Linked DNA regions of Mus musculus: region 2 is linked to region 1. The links are chromatin contacts, called in public HiChIP or PLAC-seq maps. All regions are on one chromosome and are shown on one strand. The core of a region is the stretch at or near the end of the contact, and the rest is flanking DNA. Distances in the headings are between cores, read along the strand shown. Region 1 holds the start of Lrrc3 (leucine rich repeat containing 3). Region 2 holds the start of Itgb2 (integrin beta 2).

The links. HiChIP or PLAC-seq counts read pairs in DNA pulled down with a chosen protein or histone mark.
Region 2: an H3K4me3 HiChIP or PLAC-seq map of neural tube shows a contact between it and region 1, with 5 times the contacts expected there. The contact joins the promoter of Itgb2 here to the promoter of Lrrc3 in region 1. A contact is called at or near these places in 7 of 39 promoter capture datasets (cranial neural crest, hippocampal neurons, liver and 3 more), 8 of 484 Hi-C or Micro-C datasets (adipose-derived mesenchymal stem cells, granulosa cells, liver and 4 more) and 3 of 115 datasets of contacts at active chromatin or transcription factors (astrocytes, memory CD8 T cells and neural tube).

The regions. Positions count from the first base shown.
Region 1 is chr10:77,900,924-77,907,901 of GRCm38.p6, forward strand. Lrrc3 (leucine rich repeat containing 3) reads right to left here and starts at 1,613. Exons shown (of 2, transcript NM_145152.4): 1 at 1,476-1,613; 2 at 1-809. The coding sequence starts at 677. Trpm2 (transient receptor potential cation channel, subfamily M, member 2) reads right to left here. Exons shown (of 34, transcript NM_138301.2): 34 at 6,799-6,978.
Region 2 is chr10:77,527,276-77,533,995 of GRCm38.p6, forward strand. It overlaps Itgb2 (integrin beta 2), which reads left to right and starts at 3,095. Exons shown (of 16, transcript NM_008404.5): 1 at 3,095-3,184.

The DNA of each region.
Region 1 (6,978 bases), core at 363-2,862:
ACGTAGTACACTACGTAGGCAATCACCATGGTAAACCAGCCGAACATGGTGACCAGCATGGCGACATCGGTGGTCTTCCGGTGGGTACTGCAGAAGCTGGCACCTGAGTCCAGGACCTGGATCAGCGGCTTGCCCACAAACTGCTCCTGCGCTGAGGTGTGGCAGGCAATTTCATCCACGGAGTCCGGGTCCAGCTTTAGTTCCCACAGGGCCTCCTGCAGGGCACACTCACAGTGCAGTGGATTGTGGGACAGGCGGATCTTGGCACTCAACTTGCCCAGGGCGTCCTTTGGAATTCTTCGGATGCGATTGTGGGATAAGTCCAGCAGCCGCAGGCCCCCAGCCAGACCTGAGAAGGCTGCTGGCCCAATGGCCTCAATGGCATTATGGGACAGGTCCAGCTCCCTCAGCTGAGGCAGGTGTTGGAAGGCTCCATTGGGGACTCGGGAGATTCTGTTGGCGTCTAGTTTCAGAAGCACCGTGTCGGCTGGGATGTCCCTAGGGATCTCCTGCAGCCCTCTTGAGCTGCAATGGACAGCCACGGCCCCAGCATGGTCAGGGCACTGGCAGGCCTGTGGGCAGGAGGCACCTAACCGTAAGCAGAAGAGGATGAAGAAGCAAGACCCCTGGGAGGGGGCCAGTGTGGCTGAGGGGCTCTGCCTGCCCCTGGGGCCCATGTTGCCTCCACCTGACCCAGGTAGCTCTTCTCCACTGGGATGTGCAAGCGACTGTCCTTCCTCACGTTGCAGGCAGTCATCCAACACAAACTCTTGTGTCTTCGCCTGCTGAAGAGCCTAGTGATCTCAGTTCTACAAGAAAAAAAGAGGAAAGGGAGCTGAGGGTGACCGCCACTGCACATTTCAATTCAATTTGGGAGGACGGGATCAGGGAGGAAAGGAATCGTAGGCATATCAGGTTTGAGGCAGGGCTCCGGGCTATCAAACATACCTGCTTTGTAACTTACTCTAGAAGATTCCCAAGGCCACCCAGAGAAGGCACCTCCCAGCTAAGTAAGACATCTAGGGCTGACCGATGGCTGGAGACTGGCCCTAGCTAGGCAGTTACAGAACCCTGTCCTAGCCTCTGGTCACCCACCCATAGCTGGGGACACAAGTCTGGGCGGAGGCCCAAGGATCCATCTCTTCCCCATCCCCCAGCTCTAGGCGCGTGCTGGCGGAGGTCTTCCCTCTCGATCTGTGCGAGCCAGGTCGGGCGGGGCAAGTGGCCGCGTTCACCAGTTTGTCCCCAAGCACTCGGCTACCTGTGACACCTTAAAGATCGCGGTCATCAATAAAGCTCGCCGCGCACCCTGAAGCAGAAGCTTCATGCCTGAGGCGCTGGAGACACCGGAGAGAAAAAGCAGCCCCCTGCGTGCGGCCCGGCTGGGCAGGGAGCGGCAGCAGAGAGCAGGGCGGCAAAGCAGGGACAGTGGAGCTCCGCGGGTGGGAGGCCACGCGGGCGGATGGGGGCTTTACCTGAGCGGCCGCCGCTGCTCAGCGCCTTCCGAGCTTCCCGGAGCCTGACCAGAGTCCTCCCGGCGCCGCGGCGACCCGCCCCGTGCCCACCGAGCGGCCAGTAAAGAAGGGAGGCGGGCAAGCCATGGCGGGAGGGGCGGGGGCCTTTGCTATAGGGGAGGGGCCGGCAAGAGGAGGGGCAGGGTGGGGCTGAGGCCAGAGGGGCGGGGTTTGTGTGTTGGGCGGGGCCTTGAGAGGGTTTTGGGAGGGGAGGAATAGGTGGAGAGGGGCCTTGCGATAAGGACGGCGCCGGTGAAAAGGGGTCCTAGTAAGGGACCTTGGTGTTCTGTGCTTTGGGGGACGGGGCTTAGCATGTTGTGGGTGGGAGGGGCCAGGTAAGGGCGTGGTCTGTGTGCTGAGGGGCGGGGTCTCTAAAGGGCTGTCCCGTGCGAGAGGCGGGGAAGAGGGGCTGGGGAGGGGAGGGTCCTATTTGAGGAGGGCCAAGGCCTTAAGGGGAAGGGTCAGATAGGTGAGGGGCTGGGTAGGGGCTGGGGCCTGCGTAAGAAAGAGCTAAACAGAGTTCATAAAATCCTACGGGGCGAACACCGAGGGGGGAGCCCAAGGAGGGGTGCACAGGGTTATGGGCGAGGTTTATGTGAGGGGCGGGGCCTGATATGTAAACTGCACTGACTGGGGCGGGATGTGGGCGGGGCCTGTAGGGGCGTGGGCGGGTTTAGGTACCGGCTTTCTAGGGCATTGGTAAGGGAAGGGTCCGTGGGCGTGCCACGTGGCCAAGCCCCGCCCTGAGCAGCCCCACCGCATGACTGACGCCCCTCACCCCAAGTCTCAGGTCTAAGGTCACCATAGAAAGGCAAATGGGAGCGTCGACGCAGGACCTGATCCTCAGCCGGGAACCTATCACCACCGGCCTCAGGAGGACCCCAGTCTTCCTTTGTCACCTGTCTTCCTCCGTGGAGTCTGCGTTTCCCACGACTTCCATAAATGGCCTCCTATCATTTTATCTTTCCGCCTCCTTATTTCGTGGTTCACCACGCTGAGTGGCTCCCTAGGTCCACTGTGCCAGTTTCTATACTGTAACCTGTTCGGCTCCGGCTGGGTTTTAATCTGGGACTCTAACGGAAGGGCCATGGGAGCGTTGTGCAGCAGCCTTGGGTGCATACCCTGAATGGCAGTGTCTGGAGCAGGGTAGGCTCCTTATTACACCCCACTGACAACACAGGCACATAGCCAACAGCTCCTGGTGGGCCCGTGGCTCTAACACTCTGGGTGTGGAACGGTGGCTTGAGCTGTAATACGGGTCTGTGTCACTCCAGAGGCTTATGGTGTGTTCTTCTTTGTTTCCTGTCTGCTCCGTTTCTCTGCTTTTCGATGAGTCGTTTGTTTTCTTTAATTTTGAGTTGTGAGAGTTCTCTGGAAACACCCTCCTTATCAGATGCATAATTTGTAAATATTGTTTCTTGGTCTGTGTGAACTGTCTTTCTATTCTCTTGACAGTTTTCCCCACAGTTGGTTTCTTTCTTTCTTCTTCTTCTTCTTTTTTTTTTTTTTTTTTAATTTTGAGAGAATCTAACTCAGCGATCTTCTTTCTCTGGTGGAAAATGATTTTGAGGTATCTTACGTAAGTTGTCTTTGTCTTAGGGAAAAAGCCACAGGGTCTTATGGATGTAACGATCTGCGTTTGAGTCTTGGTTTGGAGTTGATCTGGGTAAGTAATGTGAGACATGGTAAACAGTTCATTCGGTCTGTTGTTGAGAGGAGCATCTCTAGTTGCTGAGAATATATATATATATATATATATATATATATATATTATATATATATATATATATATAGTTAGAAGTGGCTGTTGGATTATGTATATGTATATATAATTATTTATTTAATGTAGCCATCTTCAGACACACCAGAAGAGGACATCGGATCCCATTACAGATGGTTGTGAACCCCCATGTGATTGCTCGGAATTGAACTCAGGACCTCTGGAAGAGCAGTCAGTACTCTTAACCCTTGAGCTATCTCTCAGCCCTAGTTGGTTTTTTTGTTTTGTTTTGTTTTGTTTTGTTTTGTTTTTGTAAGTCTGTTACCATTGGATTATAGCAACTAGTCTTCAAGTGTTAAGTTGGCCTGTGCTGGGGGATAAAAGCAACTTAGTTTTGATGTTATTATCTTTGTATGGTAGCTGAATTATTTAACGTGTTTACAAGTGCCGAATTTTCCCCCTTAGCTTTATGTTTTGTATCACTCAAGAAAGTTTCTGTTCCCCCCCTCCCCAAGCTACTGCAGTGGTCAGCATAAAAGCATTCATAAGACACCCCTGTAAGGCTTTCAGTGTCCATGAATGTGACTGTCACTGTTCTCACGCAGGACCCCTCCCGTGCCCTGTGCTTCCTCTCTGACAGTTTGGGAGAGATATGTATCGATCAACTCAGAACAACAGTTTTGGTGTCAGCGGCTTTTCCACTGTTTTACTTTTCCTCCCTTGGTTTCTTCTCTGATCGTGGTCCTTTCTCTTCTTCCCTGCACACATTTACCTTCCTCTGCCCTTCCTAGTTTCCTCAGCTAGAGGAGGAGCTCCTGGGCAGGGTTTGTTTCCTGTTCCAGCGTCAGCACTTCCTGTTGTCCTGTTTCTGCTGCATCCTAGGACTTTGATATTTGTGGGGGTTCTTTTTCTTATCAAATTTAAAATACTCTATGACCTCTCATTCTAGTTTTTTGTAAATACTTATCTATCTGTGTTTGTGTGGTCAGGCAAATGGTACCCAAGACTGTAGGTCAGAGGACAACTTGCTGTAATGAGAATTTTGGTTAAAAAACAAACAAACTAGTTATGTGAATATATTTTTGTTTTAATCTAGGATGTGGGATAAGAGGCTGCTTCACAGCAGGTGATTATGATTTACCTCGTGCACTGGCAGGGATGTGATTTTTGCCAGCTGCAGATAGTTTAATTCTGGGAACTCTGGAGAGAGTATAAGTGAAAGAACGGTGTGTGGGGGGGGGGGGCTATGGCAGCTGCCTCTACCCCTGCCTGTTCCCCCTGCCTACCCCCCTGCTGCTTCCCCTGCCTCTCCCCCTGCTGCTCCCCCTGCCTACTGCCCCTGCTGCTCCCCCTGCCTGCTCCCCTTGCTTCTCCTGGTTGCTGCTGTTGCAATCCTGTCTATAAAGACTGGACTTGCCCCCAAAGAACCCAGTGCCCCTAACCAGCAGGAAGTAGCCTATTTTGTTGGCTGAAAGAGATCTACACCTCTTCCCCCTCTGACCTTCTTTCTCTCCTACCTAGTGTTGGGGTAATTGGAAGGGATTAGGAAGGAATAAAGGTTGAAAGAGTGGTAGATGTAAGAACCCAATAAAATAGCTAAAAACAAATATGCCAACAACTTGCAGAAGCAGGGTCTCCCCTTCTACCATGTGGGTCCTAGGAATCAAACTCAGGTCCTCAGACTTGGCAGCAAGCACCCTTTTCCTGACGAGCCATCTCACCAGCCTCTCCAGTTCTCGTTTGACCCGTGAGTTTAACAGTTTGTCACTCAATTCCAAGATGTTTGAAAATTTTCCAGCAATCTATTATTAATAATTTAAATACATTGTCAGAAGATATATTCTATATTTCAGGTCCTCTTAATTTTACTGAGACCCACTGACGGTCCAGAATACAAAGAAGGTTTGCATGCGATCAGAACATGTGTTCTGCTGCCCAGTGGTGTGTTCTGTGGTATGGAGGCTGCTGGCTACATCACAGAGAAGCTTCTGGGATTACCAACTTGCCAATTTGCTCTAGTAATTACTGAGATGTGGGGACTGAAATCTCTAGTTATAATCGTAGATTAGGTCCGCCAAGATGGCTCAGCTGGTAAAGACACTCGCTAAAGCCTGACGGCCTGAGTCTGATTCCCAGAATCCCCAAATAGGTGACAGGAGAGACTGGCTTTACGAAGAAGCCCTCTAACCTCCTCATGTGCACTGTGGTGTGAGTATACACACACACACACACACACACACACACACCAGTAAATAAAATGGTTTCCGGGTGGTTGTTTCTCTGTGTACTCCTGTCTTTGTTGAAGCTCACTCTGTAGACCAGGCTGGCCTCAAACTCAGAGATCCGCCTGCCTCTGCCTCCCGAGTGCTGGGATGAAAGTCATGCACTCCCACTACCCCGCTAAAATAAAATGTTAAAAAATAAATTTAAAAAAATTGTAGATTATGTGTGTGTGTGCATGTGCCTTGTCTATGTGGGTGTATGTTTGCTTACGTGAATGTGTATGTGAACCCTCGTGTGTGTATGTATAGACTGGAAGCTGACATTGATGTCTTCTTCAGTCTCTATCTTAGTGTTGAGACAGTATCTCTCAACCCAACTTGGCTAGTCCAACTGGCCAGCAAGCCCAGGAATTTCCCTGTCTCCACCTCCCCAGCACTGAGATTACAAGCACGAGCTGCCACACCTGAATTTTTTTAAAACACGGGTGCTGTAGATCTGAACTCAGTTTCTCATGCTTGTGCAGTGAACACGTTACCTGCCGAACTCCCCTACCCCATCAAGAGATTATTTTGTTCAGTTTGAATCCTTCTGTTCTGACAGCATGTGCTCTCTAGACATCCACCTACTGTGGTGTTAATACAGCCATGGCCAGCTTCAATTTGGTTAGAGCAGCATGTCCCAATCTGTCCTTTCTTGTCATATGGCGGGGCTTTCCGTGTCAAGCCACTTCCTCAGGGTCCCACAGTGCTGATGGACCTCTCAAAACCAATCATCTCCACAGGGAAAAACAGAGACTCTAAGGAAGCTCCCTCCATGGAGCTAAGTGTGCTGGTTGCTCTTCTCCCTGGTGAGCAATATCTTACAAGTGACTTACAGGAGGAGTTTTTCTGGTTCATAGTTTGAGACTGCCATCTGGGTAGGGAAGGCAGGGTAGCAGGTGCCTGTCCATAGTCCAGAAGGCAGGATTTGTTCAAGACTTGCTTACTCCCATCTTGGAGGACCAGGAAGCAAAGGGACTGACTGACTGGTAGCATTCAAATGACTTTTTCCTTTTTCCTCTTTTATGCTACCCAAGTCCACAGCCCACAGGATGGTGTCGCCCATACCCAGGGTGGGTTTTCCTGCCTCAGTTAAACTCTTTGAAAAACACCCTCACAGACATGCCCAGGGGTGTTCTTCAGTCTTCTAGATGATTGTAAGTCCAGTCAAGTTTACAGTGACTAGTCATCACAGAGGGTTTATGTGATCAGACAGTAGCTACCCAGAGAGAAGGGTACAGCCTTGCTCTGGTGATGTCCTGTAGGCATCATGTTATTGTGCACTATGTAAAGATTATCCTTGTATTATTCAAATGTTTATTTCTGTGCCACTGTATCTGGTTGCAGTCCTTATTCTAAGAATCTCCTGTATCGATGTTGTGTAAACATTGCTCCCCAATTATTCCCTGATTGATCAATAAAGCTAGCTGATCCGCTAGTGGCTGAACATGGGAGAGAATAGGGCTGGGTTTACACCCAGGGC
Region 2 (6,720 bases), core at 1,845-4,344, 370 kb before region 1:
AAGGGGCTTTAGCTCCCCTGAAGCTGGAGTTACAGATGGTTGTGAGCCGCCTGGTGTGGGTACTGAGAACCAAACTGCAGTCCAGACACACTAGGATTCTTTTTCTCCTCCTCCTCCTCCTCCTCTTCCTCTTCCTCCTCCTCCTCCTCTTGTTTGTTTTTTGTTTTTGTTTTTTTGAGACAAGGTTTCCCTGTATAGCCCTGGCTGTCCTAGAACAGCTTTGTAAACCATGTTGGCCTCAGACTCACCGAGATCCACCTGCCCCTGCCTCCTAAGTGCTGGGATTAACAATGTGCACCACCTTAGTGCTCTCAGTCTTGAGATGCACCTTGTGGCTAACGTTCTCATCCAGTCCTTCCTACAGGCACGGGATGCTTCTCACTCTGTCGGGTGGGTCTCCAGCTTGGCAGGGCTCTGGGCGTCTCCTTTCGTGGTCTCCTTAGTAGTTAATTTTGACTTCCTTGAGATTTCTGTAGCTTGGACTGAATTGAGACTTGCTTTGTACCCTCAGTGAGTGATCCCAACGTGTTTTGACATCACGGCACGGTGTGGAAAGTTAGAATATTCGTTCAAGCATTTCACAGCATTCTATTTGGCCTGTCTGCTTCTGTGTTACACTTGCAGTGGTTAATTTTGATTAAGAGATGACCCTTAGAGAATTAGTGAAACACTCCTTTGGGTATTTCTGTGAGGAGTTTCTAGAGAGGATTAACAGAAAACCCATCTTGAAGGTGATCAGAACCATCCCATAGGCTGAGGCGGGGATGGGGGAGAGGATCCAACACCTTCTTCTGACCTCCGGGGGGCACCCACACAGACATACACACAAACACATTAAAAAAAAAGTGCGCCGGGCGTGGCAGCACTCGCCTTTAATCCCAGCACTCAGGAGGCAGAGGCAGAAAGATCTCTGTGAGTTTGAAGCTAGCCTGGTCTTTCAGGGCAGCCAGAGGTCCTGTCTCAAAACAAAAATTAATTAATTAGCTAATTAATTAATTAATTAAAATTTAAAAGATAAAATTTAAAATTAAACTTTTTTTTTAAGAAAGGAAAACTTGAACCCCTACTGAGCTCCAAGACACACCACAGACTTCCCCACCAAGATGGCCTGTATCCCAGGTGATGAATCCTCCCTCCCTTAAAGTTCTTCTTGTCAGGTTTGGTTTCTGTGATAAGAACTCCCACTGATACCACACTACACGTGTTTGAAGGTCTGTGGCTCCATCGGTTTGCTCCAGTCTCAGTTTTCCTTTTGAGTGTATTGAAAAGTGATCAAGATTGTGGTGTCTTTGTGAGTGCTGTGGCGTATGCCCACGTTTGTCTGTTTGTGAGGGAGCTGGCTTGTGCATGCATGCTCTCGTGGAAGCCAGGGGTCTTCCTCAATTGCCCTCTGCCTCATTTTTTGAGACAGGATCTCTTTGCTGAGCTCAGAGCTTACCGATGAGCTAGACTGGCTGACCAGTGAGCATCAAAGATCCAAGAGGACAATAGTCCATATCTCCAGCTCTGGAGTACCAGGCACACACAGCCACACCCAGCTTTGCGCATGCCCAATGGGGTGCTGAGCTCACGTCATCAAGTTTGTGTTGCAAGCACTTTACCCTCTGAGCTATCTCCCTGGCCTCTGAACTATGCCTTTCTGATATTTGGTGGTGTTTGTTAGTATTTTCTACAAGTATGTGCAGGTCTTTCATTCTTGACTTTTGTCCCCCGTTCCCCGTCCTTTATGAGCTAGGATCTTACAGTTCTGCCTGGCTGGTCTTGAATTCACAGCGGTCCTCCTTTTTTTTTTTTTTTTTTAAAAAAAAGATGTATTTGTTTTTTTTATGTACATGAGTACACTGTAGCTATCTTCAGACACACCAGAAGAGGTCATCGGATCCAATTACAGATGGTTGTGAGCCACCATGTGGTTGCTGGGATTTGAACTCAGGATCTCTGGAAGAGCAGTCAGTGCTCTTAACCACTGAGCCAGTGGTCCTCCCGCATCAGCATCCTACATTCTGGTATTACAAGTGTGAACTGATACACCTGCTTTCCAACAATGTTCTTTCAACAGTTGGCATCTTTTGCACATTTTTTTTCAACTGTGAGAAGATATAGAAAATATGCATAAAGGTTCAGGGCTATTAACTTCTTGTAACCCTCTCAACCATTATCACCAGGATGTCCTGCATAGCTGATGTCCCCACTCCACAGCTTTATCTTCATGTAACTATGTCTTTAAAAATTCTACCAAGCATACTACACGAAGAAAGAGTAACACATGAACACCCAGGTCTTCAGCCAACACCCCCCCCCCCAACCCTCCGCTGTGGTCACCTCCTGGCCTCTGTCTTGTATCCACACCCACCTCCAACCCCCATCCTGATTACAAGGAAGAAAATCTGCCATGTTTTTCTACCATTTGCGAGCATTTCAGCATGTAACTCTAAAGATGCAGGTAGTGGGATGTAACCATGAAACATTGTTGCGGAAAGAATTAACTGTTTCTCAACAAGGCTGACATCTCAAATCTTATGCTAAAGGTTCCCAACTCCCTTTGGTGTCTCTCTTTCTGCCCTCTCTCCTCTTGCAACTAGTCAGGTGGGGTTTTGTTCACCACTAACTTTGTGATTGAGCTCCTACAGTGTTACTTAACACATCCCTCCATGCCCCACTCTGCCCCATTTCTCTGCCCAGGACCTTCCCCTGCCTCCTTCTTCCCATTCGCCTGCTTCCTCGAGTGGGCTACCACCTCAGCCCATCCACTTGTAGCTGGGTCCTTCTCCCAGACTGAGAACCCACACAATCAGCCTCTGCTTCCGCCTGCTGGTCCATGAATCCCTACCTCTTCTTGACATGTGAGAGAGCCCCTCGATGCTATCAATGGCTGCTGCTTCCAACAGTAGCCCCTCCACTCTTGCCGTAAAAGCTTGTCATCGCCTACAAGCCCCTCCCTCTCTCAGTGTCTCTTCTCTAACGTCCCACGTGTAAAGGGGCTGAGGTGATACCCACATGTGGGCCAATCAGCCAAATGTCACTCAACTTCCTCCTGGGCGCTGACTTAGAACAGGAAGTGTCAGGCGGGGGGGCCTCAGCGGCTGTGTTCTTTAGACACAACCACACAGCCAGCTGGCAAGAAGTAGGCAAAGACATCTCCAGTCAGATTCTCGGAGTGGAGGCTTCCTGGGACTGAGAGGGGGTGAGTGCAGGGCTCCTGTGTTCAGGTAGCTCTTATGGGAAACACCTCAGAAGTGGGCTCTTCCGGTGGAATTTCTCTTTATGACTCCAGCCCGACAGGCACTGGTGGCCTTTCCCCATCTCTCACCTTGCCTATCTGTCAAAAAAATGGTCTTGTACATGTGGCTTCTGGCTATTCAGACTCTCCTGACTGACGTCCAGGGATGGGAGGCCTGGTACCACAGCTGAGCAGAGTTTCAGGAGCGCTGGGAACATCTGTAACTGTGGGTCAGCAGGCAGCCGACTGTGTTGATTCTCTCTCTGTGATAGTCGTGGATGCCCGGGACTGAGGAAGGTCAGCTATGATAAGGGGTAGGGGTGGTGGTGGAGGTGGCTGGGACAGATTGTGGGAGGGAAGGGGTCACATACTGACACCCACCTACTATGAATGGAAGTAGATACTTATGGTCATGAAGGTGAGTGTCAGATTGGAGGTAATGAGCAAGAGAAGGAGCTGCTGAGATGTCCATTGTCCCCATCTGCTTTAAAATGGCGTGTGGGGAGTGTGTATGTGTGTGTGGGGGGGGGGGTGATTCTCAGTCTACCCTGCAAGTCTCTGGAACCTGGGCTCCAAAATGCCCAGCCCAGCTTACAGCATAGCAGATAATAAGGAAGTCCTCTACCCAAGAATCCCACCCACATACCATAGTGGCCAGGCCTGGGGCCAGCAACCACAGGGTCATATCCCAGATAGGGGGAAGGTGTCAGGTGACAGACACCCTTTCTACATCCACCAGTGAGTGAGCAGATGAGAGATTGTTGACTGCTGCCATAAGCAGGAGTAAAATGAGCAAGTCCTGAGGGTTAGTTAGGGCTGGAGAGGCCCAAGTTTCCTATCTCCTCCTTTCTCCAACATTTCTCTGTTGACATATGTGGACACAGTCTTGCCGCAGGCATGCATTAGGCTGGGGTGAATTGTGTTCACTGCGATTGTGGAGGAACCATGCAATCATCCTTTGCAGGAAGTGCTGCAGGGGGCCGGGGGCTATCTTTGATACACAGCTTGGGAGGAAGCCTTCTGCTCTCTATGGAGAAAGGGTGTGAACTGGGGAGGCCACTGAACTCTGGGGAAATGAGAGGGTGGGCTGACTGGCTCTGCAAACTCCAAATGTCTGCAGTCAATAATGACTCAAAATTCCCTTCAAAACTCACTCCCATGAGGAGTGAGCCGTGGAGACTACTGAGGCTCCCGCTAGCTACAATCTATCATCACTCAGGTGCAGGTGGTTCTCTGCAGGTGGTAGGGCTGGGGATAGGGGTGTGGGGTGTTGAATGTGTGTGTGGAGCTACATGGAGCCCTGGTGGGGTGACTCTGTAGGGAGGTGCAGGTTCTGACTCAGCTACTTTATTCACATCTCTCCCCCTTTGGACATGAGTCAGACCTGCCTGAGGTTCCCAAATGCTTCCAAGTGCACTCGGTCACTCAGAGGTTACATACAGTTCAAGCCTTGGGGGGGAAAAAACAGCTCAGGGCATCCTCTGCCTGGCTGTTGGACAACCTTAGGGGATGTTCAAGAAATAACCCCAGGCAGCCAACCCAGTACTGGCTGGCTCCATTCTCTATCTCTGTTGCATAAATGGGACCTCAAAGGGAAGTGTTGGTTTCCTCCCTCACCCCACATGCCTGAGGCCCTGTGGATCGCTCTCCATGACACTTCTATAGTGGGAGGTGGTAGCCAGGCTGAGACAGGTGGCCCAGGTAAGCCAAGTGATTAGAGCCCTATGGTTGCTGAGTGCTGCTATCTCCCTAAAGCATATATCTCTGCTGCCAGAGGTCCAGGCTGTTATAGGCTATCTGATCACACTGTGAACTCTGCATTATTTACCAAAGGGAAAAAAGGGGTTTCTATTTGTGGTGTGGCCCATTAGCACATGCTGTTAATCCCTCTGAGTGGAATACAGACATACCCTTAGTACACACCTTTGCTCCCAAACAATGAAGGTAAAGTTAATTTGTAGAAGGAAGTAGCCATGTTTGAAAGTGGTGTCTAATTGAGTGGCAGACAAAGTGACGAAGCAGAGAAAGATTTGACTGAATAGGATATGCCCAACTCTCACTAGAAGAGAGAGGAAAGAGAAGCTACTTAGAGAAAGAGGGGAGGGGGAAGAAGGAAGAGGAGGAGGGGGAAGAGGCAGTTTTTAGTGGGAGAGTTGTACAGACACAGGTGAAGACAGAATGAACCAGAGAATGAGAAGGAGCCAGAAGATCAAAACAGATTGCTAGAGTTAGTTTGAGGCCAAACAGAGCAATTCAGAAGAAAATGAGAGAGGTCAGATTAAATCAGTCAACCCAGAGAGGAGTTTGAGCCAGAACAGCTGAGTTGAATCAGCCAGAATTGAGAAAGAACTAGGAAGGGGTAAGCTTATTCAACAGCAAGTCTCAGAGGCTGAAAACATTCTAGACCTAGATTAGATTATATGAAGGCTAGAAGCATCCAGGACTAGGCCTAGGTTAGCCGACTGAAGCAGTAAGCCTCTTAGACAACAATTACATCAGGCAAATAAAAGTTACGTTTATACCAGGCCTTGCCTCTGCATGTGGATTTTGCAAATAGTCTGATAGGATTTGCTTAAAACTTTAAGAGGAGTCTTATAGTCCTTTATTTAGGAGCTTTTCCCATAGCAGAGCAAGCCTGTGGCACAGCCAGAGTCCTTATAAAGCAGAGGTCAGGTCACCCCTGTCATCACCCAGCAAGTGGTTCCTTGGTAAAGAGTTGGAGGATCTGCAGAGGTCAGGTCAGGTCAGGTCCTGGACTATTGAGGACGTGTGCCCTGACAGCTTCTCCCTCCTTGGAAAACACAGCATCTGGGCTAGTCACTGCCCCCGCTTCCCCACCGCCAGCATCAACGCAGCCAACACTGTAGTAAGAAGCCGAGAGGCTGCCTTCTGCTCCGTCTCCCTGGATCCCACAAACACCCACATCCCCATGCCATCAGTCCTGAGATGGTCTGTGTAGGGACTTAGAAGGTTGGGGTCCAACACCCCTTGAAGCTGACAGAGAAGAGACTGGCACTTTGGCTACCTCAGAAACAACCTAAGCAGGAAGCCATCCGTCAGCCTCACAATGCTATTTTGCAGCACCACCCCAACAACTTTCTGAAAGCTGGGCATTAGTTTAGGGTCAAGAGGTCTCAGGGTTCTCCACAGAAATGAGCCAACGTGAGGCAGGCCCTTCAACGGATAGGATGAGGCCCAGTGAACTATGGGAGGAAAATCTACTTTGTTGAGTCTATTGACGCAGAGGTTAATCTTGGAAAATGCCTGCCTAGTAATGTCCAGCCCCATGTTAGAACCAGTGTTTGGGCTCTGTAGCTCAGCCACATAGACACGGAGGGCCACCTGTGCAGAATCCTTTGCCTCCGTTGAGAGGAAACAGAGTGGCCTGTCTGTGAAACCCATGCAGCTGGGCCTAGGTCTAGAAGTATCAGCTCTAGGGCGGAGCCAATGTGTACATAACTTGCTGCTGTGTCTGGTTCTGGGGCTTAGGTGACAGGCTG